Regions from separate parts of the Pan troglodytes genome. Here region 1 is linked to region 2. A link is a contact called in public Hi-C data. All regions are on one chromosome and are shown on one strand. Each heading gives the region's core, a stretch centred on a gene start, on an enhancer-like site or on the middle of the called end of the contact. The rest is flanking DNA. Distances are from core to core; before and after follow the strand shown. Region 1 holds the start of PLEKHG1 (pleckstrin homology and RhoGEF domain containing G1). Region 2 has its middle 49 kb from the start of IYD.

Region 1 (5,618 bases), core at 1,171-3,670, 180 kb before region 2:
ATTAAAAGATGACAACTGCTTGAAAGACCAACCACCAGCAATGAAAGGAGTGGAGAGGAAAAGAAATCTGCAAAAAAGTGAACGGCCGCCATTAAGATAATAGCTTCAGGAATTGCTTTTGGTTGACGAAGGGCTCAAGAGATTTAGTGCTACTCAAGCATTTCCCATATTTATGGGACAGACTATGAACCATTTGATCTTAATTAAATCACTGAAAAATCATATCCGCAAAGGGGGAACACAACATAGGACTGGTTATTCTTGGTTTTGAAAAAATATGTTGCCACTTCCTATTGTTTTAAAAATGATCATTTAACCTCTTTGAACTACAGCCTGAATCCCCCACTGAAATATTTAAGCCTGTATTCGGTGACAGTAATCTATATTAAAGGCACTGAAGGAAGCTGGTGCCCCTAATTCAGGGTGCCCATTTAGGGTAGAGGAAGCAGGAAAATGCCACCAAGGACAAGCAGAATCGGGGCAGTTATCTGGCATCTGATTGCCAGGTAACTGTTTCTCACTTTGCTTTGCCCTTTAGCAGAGGACTTGGGGGGCTGCTACACAAGGATGGGGAAGGTCGTGCAGCCATTGCTGTTGACTGTGGACTGCTACTGATGACCTATTTGAGGATGAAGCCAGGGAGGTGGGAGCACTCTGAAGAAAAAAGTTTCTTTAGTCAGGTGGTTTGGTGGCTTAGAATTGGGACCTCAAATGAGACAAAAAGTCAAGTCAGGAATTGGGAAGCCAGACTCAAAATGCTGAGAGAGTCAAACATCAACCCGTTACTTTTCTCTCTGTCTTAAATATTGTAGACCAAATTACAGGGGGTAGGGGTTTGGGAGGGGGATGAGGAATGAGCAGGAGGCCGTAGAAGCTATCTGGTTCGTGTGCACTGCTTTATAAGGGAGGCAGCCAAGACGACCAGAGGCAAGTATCTTGCCCAGGGTCCCACAGGGCAAAATTAAAGTTCGAAAATTTTCTGATCTCCTGAAATGATGGGTTTGGAAATGTTTTTAACAGCAATTTAATCAAAATCCAAAATCTCTACATTTTTTAGAAGTATGCTGTCTACAGAATCTGAGAATCCAGAAGATGCCGGTTTTAACACCTGGTTGTTATTGTACCGCATTACAGGACCTACTCAAGCCCGGAATTCTGTTAGATGACAAACTGGACCTAGAGTTAACATTCTAGTCTTTCCCCCGGTCTAAATACAAAACACAATATAGTTCTGCATCCAATCTGTTCAAAACTCCTAAACCAACTCTCAGTCTGAGATGGTCCTCGCGGGGTGATACCTGCCCCAAACACCCACACTCGGTGATTTCGAAAATACGTGCAGTAGCCTCGGCCACCTGCGGGTGGTACAAAGGGCGCCTTGAGGACCAGAGCTGGATGAAACGCCGGCTTACAAACCCCGCTCCGCCAGCACATTCAAGTCAAGGATCCAGCTCATTGTTTCCGAGGAGCGGAATGAATTGACCAGCCGAGCGCCGTTCTCCCAGTTAGAGCGTCCCCAAGCTTCCGGCTTCGGAACGGGGCTCACCGCGAGGACACAAAAGGGGCGAGCTCGGGCATCACTGCGGATCCCCGCCGCCCGCCGAGGCCAGAACGCTCGCAGAGTCGCGGCCGCCCAGGTGTTACCGTTTACCCCGTGACGGAAGAGCCACAGGCTCTTGACTCCCCACCCCCTGAAAAGCGCGTCTGCAGAACGGGGGCGCCCCCAAGCCCTGAGCGCCGCAGCAGCTCGGCCGCCGCCCCCACCGCGCGTCCCCGGGTCCTCGGGCTCCCGGCTTCGCTGCTGGGGAGCTGACCCAGCTGGCTGGCTGTGGGGTCCCGTTCTGGGGCTGTCCTGCTGAGTCGGGGGTGGGGAAGCGGTGGCTACAACTCCCGGGTGCTCGCAGAAACTCCTCTGCGCGCTGATGTTGCAGCCGCTGGGGCGAGGGGCGGGAGCACCGGGAACTTGGGGGCGCGGAACCCCAAGCGGGGCGGCGGCGGGCAGCATCCCCTACCCGACTCCGACCCCCGAGACGCGGCGCCCCCCAGCGCCCTCCGTCCCCACCGCGCGGTGCCCCCGGCGCCCTCTGTCCCCACCGCTCGGCGCCCCCCAAGGCCCTCCGTCCCCACTGCGGAGGGGCGCGCAGGGGGCCGGCGGGGCCCGGGTACCACGCTCCGCCCGGCCCCACCTGCGGATGTGGGGCTCCCACCGGAGGTCCCCGGGTCCCCCCTCCCATCCCTGGAAAAGTCCCCGGGGCGTCCGGGCCCGACCGGCGCTTACCCGGGGAGGGGCGGCTTCGCATGCCCGGGCGGCGCTCGCAGGTCGGGCGGGGAGGGTGCGGGCTGCGCTGCGCCGGCTCGGGCTGCCGGAGCGCCCTGCAGCCGCCGTCAGGCTCGGGCTCGGGCTCGGGCTCGGGCTCCGACTTCCTCTTCCTCGGGCTCGGCCCCACTGCTCGGCCGCGCCCCGGCCCGCCCCTCCCCGCGCCCAGACGCCAGCTTCGGCGGCCGGAGCAGCGGATCGCTCGTCCCGCCTCCCCTCTTCCCTGAGGGCGAAAAAGGTGGAGAGGAGGGGGGCGAAGAGAAAGAGAAATTAGGCACTTGGCCTTGTCTCTGGAGCCTTGCCAAAGAGAACAGTCAAATTACAGCTTCGGGGGGAATAAAGTTTTTTTTTTAAAAAAAATTCTGCTACTGTTTTCGCAGACACATCACTTTTCTTCATTTTCCGAGCTCTTCAGGTTTAGCTTTCCTTTGGACGTAATAATTTCCTATGTGAGTCCTTTAAAATAATACCCAAAATCATGGTTTTAGTGAACATTCTAGTTTTACATAGAAGCTTTGCCGGTAATCAAGTGAAAAGAGGGGGAAGCCCGGTGTTCTTCAGGCGTCATTACCCTAATCACCTCGGTTAAAGCACCAAACGACCTTTGCCTAGAGAAAGTAAAAGTGGAAACGGAGGTAAAGAATAACCGGTGACAGCCAGAAAGATGTTTAAAGGCACCGGCTCTGCAGTAAAGTTATGACTCCAATCAAAGGTGCCTGCAGCGACAGTGAAAGGCATGTGAAGTCATTTCTTAACACTAATCTCCCGCCAAAGTCGGACGTATCAGGGTCGCCTGTGGACCCCCTTAGGTTTGGTGGTGGATTTGATTGCACTCTTAGTTGTTAACAGACCTTCAGCCTTACCACTTGCTAGCTGTGTGGCCTTGAGAGAACGCTTTAACCTGTGTTCTGTCTGTTTCCTCATCTGTAAAATGGAGATCATGATGATGATGATGATGATAGTGCCTACCTCCTAGAGTTGCTGTATGTGATTTAAATAAGAGAATGTGCGTGAAGGGCTTAGGAGACTGTCTGGCACATGCTCTACAGCCTGAATAAATGTTAGCTATTCTTGTTGATTTTTGCCTTTTATCTGCTTTTATGCATATACATGATTATGGAAATTATAATAAAGACTGGGAACAAAACAAGGTTTGTGCAGTAAGGCCGCACAGCATCACAGTTCTCTACCACGTGGAGTTTATGTTCTGTTTTATAATTTATTTGAGTCTCCACAACTGACTTGTATTACCTAAAACTATGGGACTTGGTTATGCTTGGAATACATTTACCACAGTAGATTTGCAATGGGACTAAAACAGACATTTGCCATCTTCAAAGCATTGTTTCAGTTGGCCTTGCAATAACCTTGTGAGCTTGACAGGACAGGTGCTAGTTGCCTTTCACAGACAGGAAACTGAGCTTAATTAAGACCCTGCCCAGCTTCTGGAGCTCACACAAAATCATGCCTGTTACCCCATCTCTCTATGTTGTGATTTGTGTTAGAAGTGTGCAGTATGTTTGTGAAATAGTACCACATTAATGGTTTCCATCAACCCTGTGAGGTAGGTGCCAGCCTTTATTTGACACTCAAAGCATCTAGGATTCAAAGAAGCTCATTGATGAGTGTGTCTGTGGCTGAGAGATAAGGGTTTCCGACAACTTGGAAAGGAAGGGAGGAGAATTGGGGATTCCTGTTCTCTGCTGTCTCCTCTTTTATTGATTGATTGATTGAGATGGGATCTCGCTGTTACCCAGGCTGGAGTGCGGTGGCACCAATCATAGCTCATTGTAGCCTGGAACTCCTGGGCTCAAGAAATCCTCTGGCCTCAGCCTCCTGGGTTGCTGGAACTACAGGTATGCACCACCATGCCGGGCTTACTTACCATTTTTTTTTTTTTGTAGAGACCGGGGTCACGCTATGTTACCCAGGCTGGCCTCGAACTTCTGGCCTCAGGCAATCCTCCAGCCTCTGCCTCCCAAAACACTGGGATTACAGGAGTGAGCCACCATGCCTGGCCTCAGTTATGCATTTCTTAGCACAAGTGCTTCGAATGAAGCTGTGGATGAAGCACTATGATCTGATGAAAAGACTGGATCAGCTGCAGATGCTGCTGCTCAAGAGCACTCACCCTTAGGCAGATAGCTCTTCTGAATTTGGTACTGTGCTTATGGGATGGTTATAATATTTCCTGGCCAGCCCGCTCACTTCACCTCAGTTTATTAATGAGGTGGGAGGTAGAAAGTGGAAACAGGAACAAGAAATTTCTTTTGTTGAGACTGTATGCCAAGTACAGCACTAAGCACCTAAGTCCTGTGATCATTCCTGATTTCCAGGCAAATGAACTCTGCCCTTTAGATCTTTAGAATTTGAGCTCCTTGAAATCACCTGGCCTGACACATTGTGGGTCTGGTTTGTGTGTCCAGCACTTAGTTCAGCTCCTAACACACAATAGGTATACAATATTCAGTGTGTGGATTGTTGGATGGATGAACGGACAACATAAGAGTTGTGAAGATGCTGTAGCATTCTGTTAGTAAGAGTCTACTCTTCCACTTTAAGGAAAAGGACCCAATGGAATGGCTTTCTAATGGTGCATCCGGTATTGGGAAAATTCTTTTGGCGAGTGGTCTTTCTAATACTGCTCTATCAGTCAATGTCAAACAAAGGGAACAGAACCCAGTTCAAGTATTTATAAAAGAGGGACTTTAATGCAGGAAATTGGCTCTACAAGTGATGGAAGAATCAAGAATCCAAAAAGAGACAGTGAGGCAGCCCAGAAATTAACAGCAACAGAAAGTCACTACCACTCCTAGACAGAGGAATTCAGAAGACACAGCCTGAAGGAGTGTTCCCCCACCCATCCCCATAACCCTGTGATTCTGAGTGATTCTCTTCACAAGAAGAGGCTGAGGGCAACAGGCCCAGGCTTAGCCCACCCTCAAATTATACCTTTTCCTTCTCAAGTAAAAGTGGGTCTATCAATTAGATTTCTGTAGAAGAGAAGTTCTTGCTTTTTAAGATGACTGAACATCCTAAGTGATGGGCTGATGGTGAAACAAACCACCATGGCACACATTTACCTATGTAACAAACCTGTACAACTTTTACTTTAAAAAGATTATTAAATGCCTCCTATGGTGTCTTATTTCTTCCTCATACAGATGCAGTAAAGTAGATACTATAATCCCTGAATTATGCATAAGGTCACAGCTATTCAGGAAAGTTTGGTGACTTGCTCAAGGCCACACAGCTATGCGAGGCAGAGCAGAATGCAGACAGCTCTGCCGTCCGGTTCTTC
Region 2 (5,431 bases), core at 526-3,025:
CTTGGCATTTACCTTACTTGAACATGGCTTGAACAGTTGGCCCTCTTTGATTGGCCAAAACTCAATGATTGTCACAGAAATAGGTTACAGTCTGTTTATACCTCCATTTAATGTATAGTTCACCATATAGGGAGAAACTTTTAGGCTAAATTTAGAATATGTAAGGAGGCAGCTTTAGGCTAAACTTGATTTAACGTGTGTGTATGGTAGATACCAGAATACTTTGCAACAATATCCATGTTCTCTTCTTCTTGAGATAGGTCCTTGGGACTAGTTCTTATGAATGGGATGTAAGCAGAAATTATGTATGTCATCTTCAGACTGAGGCGGTTGAGTGGAATGTGATTTATCCATTCGCCCTCTCTTTTGTCACCTGTTGATAGGATGCAAAGCATTGGTAGAGGGAACCATGGTACTAGAAGATGACAGAGCAACCAGTTTGAAAGAGCCTGGATCCCTGAATGAAGGTATGGAGCGGGGCTCTCTCTCTGTTGAATGGTGATAAGAGTGAGAAATAAACCTTCATTGTACAAAGCCACTGAAATGGTTTTTTGTTACTGCAGCAAGTATTACTTGCTGCTACTAATGCCAAGTATAAATCATATTTAAATCTTTGCCATCCTGGGATTCAATTTAATTATACAAAACTAAATTCATGTCTACTTTAATATTCATGTTTTCTCATAGAAGATACCATTTTTTAAATAATAGGAGCGCCAAGCCCCAGAACATAGCTCTAAGGTGAAAATGTATAATGTCATAACTTATTACATGACATCTGGGTCAAGAGAATAGAGAAGACGGTGGGGTTTTAAAATAAAAAGTAAATAAGGGTTATAAAAAATGCAATACTATATAAAAATTGATCCAATGTATTCAAAAATTAAAGACTCTCTATCTCTTAATAAATACCAAAGTACCACAAGATTCTTTATATACACCAAGGACTAGGCAAGTAGAAAAAACAAACAAACAACTTTAACCTTATAATTCTAGAATGAAGGATCATCTCCAGAGTCCTCAGTAGGGCGCTTATAAACAGCTCCTAAAATCTTGTCAGCACAATCAAGGGCTGTTTCTCAATCTCTTTGTATAAAAAACTAGATTCTGTATTAGTCTGTTCTCAGGCTGCTAATAAAGACATACCCAAGGCTGCATAATTTATAAAGGAAAGAAGTTTAATTGACTCACAGTTCCACGTGGCTGGGGAGGCCTCACAATCATGGTAGAGGACGAAGAGGAACCAAGACACATGTTACATGGAGGCAGGCAAGAGAGCGTGTGGAGGGGAACTGCCCTTCATAAAACCATCAGATCTCATAAGACTTACTCACTATCACAAGAATAGCACGGAAAAGGCCCACCCTCCCAATTCAATTACCTCCTAGGGGGTCCCTCCCACTGCATGTGGGAATTATGGGAGCTACAATTCAAGGTGAGAATTGGGTGGGGACACAGCCAAACCATATCAGACTTTATTCATTTTGGTTCTTCCTTTGAGGAAACTGAGTCCCATAAGGAAATGGAGGAAAACATGGCCAGCAGTGCCAACTCTCACCCCATTCACTTCCCGCCCTCAAGGGTGTGCTGCCCTTTCCTTAGCACCACCCACTCCAGGGCCGTCACCATCGCAGTGGGGGCTCTCCGTGTTTCCTGAGATCTCAAACCCAAGCGTTTCTTGGGGCAGCAGCGGGGGGCCTCGCCATGGAACTCCCGGCTCCCACGAGGGCTTCTGTGCCTGCTGGCTCTTCCGGCTTTGAGCGTCCGCACGAGAAGCCCCCTGCTGGCCACATTCATGGCGTGGGGACCTCGGGCTAAATAAATTTCATTTCTCTCTTCTCCCTCCTAAGTGTCTTCCACTATTTTCCTTTGTTGGCTCTGGACTTGTTCTAAATGCAGCCCTACTAAACTTTCGGGGGGCCTGAGTGTTTCTGGCTTTAAGGGGTGCAGTGGGGCGGGGGGTGCAGAGGGGCTGGGGCTGCGCTGGGAGATGGCGTTGTGTTAAGTGATCGTGGACACAGTGGTATTTACAGCCTCACTAACGTGCCTTGTCTTGCTGCCTTAGCCTCTGACTGTGAATAAAACAGTTCTCCTATTTTTTTTTTTAAGACAAATGACAAATAAAGCTGGGTAAAGAAAGTAATCATTTACTTTGTGTCTTGGGACATGACATTTCTTTCCTAACATCTTTCGGAAAGCTGGAGTTCCCTAATGCCCTGCTAAAGAAAATGATTGACATCTTTCAGAGGGCGAGGAAATTTATGCGCTGGAAAACAATTTCCAGGACGTTGGAGATGAGTAATTTCCCTCTCTATCACTATGCGTACAAAAGAAAAGGGACCCAGGGCGCTGATGTAACTGTATGAAAAATAAATGTGTGGCAAAGGAATAGTAAAAATACTTGAACTGAAAACAAAGAGAAGTAATCATTTTTTATAGTTTGGCTGTAGTCACTGAACAATTGATTTAGATGACTAAGTCTAACACATCTGTATTTACACGATCTGGAAGACATAAATTACTAACATGTAGAAAAATTTTGGAGAGGGGAAGTAAACTACAGCTTAAGTATCTGATGAAGTTATCTAGCAAGACTCACTTTTTCATTTCTGCTGAAGTCTTGATTACATCTAGCATGACTGTGCCATCTAGTGGTTTCACAGTAACTGCCTCGAGTTGGAGGATACAGTTCGGAAAATTGCTTTGAATATCCCATGAACTCTTGGGTAGGTGCAAAAGTAATTGCTGGTTTTGCCATTAAAACAGCAATTTCTTTTGCACAAAAATGGCCCAATAAGAAAGAGATTGAAAGAGTATTTCCACGGCACCCACACGCAGCTAGTTCTGAATTACTTAAGCCAATCATGGCATGAAAGCTCATGAACTTCACACAAATGCCTCAATTCAAACCACTGATTTCGTCATCTAAAAGCATCTACTCGGTGTCAAAATGCGTATTGTGGCTGTATATCAAAGACACCATCAGGGTCTGTGGGCTTTGTCACTGTCCCCAGATGTTTATCTGCTGAGGAGAGGAGATGCAGGCTTCTCTTTCCTCTGTTTACAAGGTGCTAAGAGATACTGAGAATATCTGTAGCAACTAATAAGATCACAGAAGAACCCCCAAACTCAATAGCCATCCATCAACCAACCAAAGGCTGATGTTATTCACACAATAACGTTGACTTCCCCATATTTCTTGCTCTGAAATGTTGGGGATCTTTGATCATTTTAGCTTTAAAGTTGGAGCCCAGCCACACCAGCTTGTGATCTCTCTTCCTCTACCTGGAATCCCCTGCTCTCTCATCTGCGTTCTGGAGGCCACCAGTGCCCACCTAAGGTTGCTCCCAGCTCGCAAGTATCCCCAGTTCTATGCAGTTCCCTGCTGAGCCACTCACATTCTCAACTGCGGGGACCTCAATGGCAACCACAGTACGAGAGCCACAAGAAACTCAGGGAAGAAAAATTAGAAAACAGCCTCCAGATCTCCAGGGAAGGAATAGTCATAGTTTATGTTACAAGTTGTTTTGAATAACTGCACACTTCACGTAGATCTATAAAAATGTCAATGTACAGAGTGGTAAAACAGCTAGGCTAAGAGGGGAGCAAGGCGGGGCCGGAACCCTCTATAACCTTTGGAAATGTTAGAGAAATGGAAAAGTGCCATAATTTTTTAAACATAATTCTACTTATTCCAAATCATTGACACAATTTTGAGATATAATTTACATTACATAAAATTCACCATTGAAAAGAGTGCAGCCGAGTGGTTTTTAGTATATTCACAAAGTTGTGTAACCATCACCTCAAACTGATTTTAGAACATTTTCATTACTCCTAAAATAAACCCATATCCACAGCAATCACTCCCAATGCTCCCTTCCTGCTCCAGCCCTTGGAAATCACGAATGTACTTTCTATCTCTATGGATTTGCCTATTCTGGACATCTTACACAAATGGAATCATACAATATGTGGCCTTTGGTGTCTGGCTTCTTTCACTCAGCATGTTTTCAAAGCTCGTCCATCTTGTAGCATCACAGTACTTTCTTTCTTTTTATGGCTGCATGATATTCTGTTGTATGGGTATACCAAACTTTACACATTCATTAATTGATGGACACGTGTTGTTTCTACTTTTACTATTATAAATAATCCCGCTATGAACATTCTTACACAAGTTTTTTTGTACATGATTTTTTTTCAGTTTTTGTACATGAATATTTTCAAATGCTCTTGGGTATGTATATCTAGGAGTGGAATTTCTGGTTTACATGGTAATTCCATGTTGAGAATTCTATGTGACAATTCTTTAACTCTGAAAAACTGTCCAGTTGTTTTCAGCAGCATCTGCACCATTTTACATTCCCACCAGCAATGTATGAGGGCTCTAATTTCTCTATATTCTTGCCAACACTTGTTATTTTCTGTGTTTAAAAATATATTACCATTATAGCCATCTTAGTAGACGTAAAGTGGTCATTGGTTTTATTTTAAAGAGCAAAAATTAATGCAAATACAGACTAGAAAACAAATCAATGCCCTTTGGAGATTGAAAAGATCCCATTATAATAAAGTCAACTACATGCTTCTGTCTCACTTAGCACAGAGGAGAATAATTACACAGCCTGTTCAGGTACAGACTTTGCTACTAGGGCGTTTGTAGGATGAGAGAGTGAGTCAGAACTGTCTTCATTCATCCCACTGATGCAAGAAGTTTCTCTACAATTTATCTGACAGTTAATCATTTCATTCGATTTATCCAGTGGCAGGAAACTCTTTTCTTACCATTTTATTTATAATTTCTAGAATGCCCTTCTTGACATTTTCAATTTGTCATCTTATAACTTCCTGCAAAGTTTAAAACCAAGTGACAAATTTTAAAGTATACCAAGCCACCTCCCATGTCCTCAGTCTCAATACTTCTTTCCATGAAGCCACCTTCACATATTAACCTTTTCTATAAAGTCATGGTTTCCATTCTTACATCATCTCTGACACCTTCCTCTAGATATTACAATGTGTCAATATCCTTCTAAGCAGCTATCCTCAAATATGAACAAAATGTGCTGTGGCCAGTGGGGAATACCATGAGACCTTTATCGGTTGTGGTACTGTGTTTCTCTTAATAATACAGGGCAAGTCTGCAGGATTTTCTGCAACTATGTAAGATAGCTCAAATAGGGCTTCCACCAAATCTGCTAAAATCCTCAAGACTTTTTCAAATGACCTGCTGTTACCCTGCTGCTCTTGGCTAGTTGCTTTTTCAAGTTTATATTTCTCCATATTAAATCTCATTTTAAAAATTTTAGTCTATAATTCCACCTTGTTATAATCTTTTGGATTCACCTCACCATGCCAGCTTTATGTCAGTTACAAATTAGAAAGATGTTTTTATTGATGTTTGATCAATTCCTTATTATGAACCATG

What was found. A called contact is a pair of places that touch in the nucleus more often than the background predicts.
Region 1: a Hi-C map of stem cell-derived neural progenitor cells shows a contact between it and region 2, with 9 times the contacts expected there. The contact joins the promoter of PLEKHG1 here to the enhancer-like site in region 2. A contact is called at or near these places in 3 of 7 Hi-C or Micro-C datasets (induced pluripotent stem cells and stem cell-derived neural progenitor cells), 1 of 1 datasets of contacts at active chromatin or transcription factors (stem cell-derived excitatory neurons) and 1 of 1 other capture datasets (stem cell-derived neural stem cells).

What each region holds. Positions count from the first base shown.
Region 1 is chr5:162,548,937-162,554,554 of NHGRI_mPanTro3-v2.0_pri, reverse strand. It overlaps PLEKHG1 (pleckstrin homology and RhoGEF domain containing G1), which reads right to left and starts at 2,420. Exons shown (of 15, transcript XM_063812679.1): 1 at 2,279-2,420.
Region 2 is chr5:162,365,840-162,371,270 of NHGRI_mPanTro3-v2.0_pri, reverse strand. No RefSeq gene overlaps it. Among named protein-coding and RNA genes, the nearest start is that of IYD, 49 kb to the right of the region's middle. Within about 2 kb of position 1,775, at least 5 of the 24 cell types and tissues checked have an H3K27ac peak or open chromatin away from gene starts, as enhancers often do. A contact at or near this core is called in stem cell-derived neural progenitor cells and stem cell-derived neural stem cells, where this site is marked.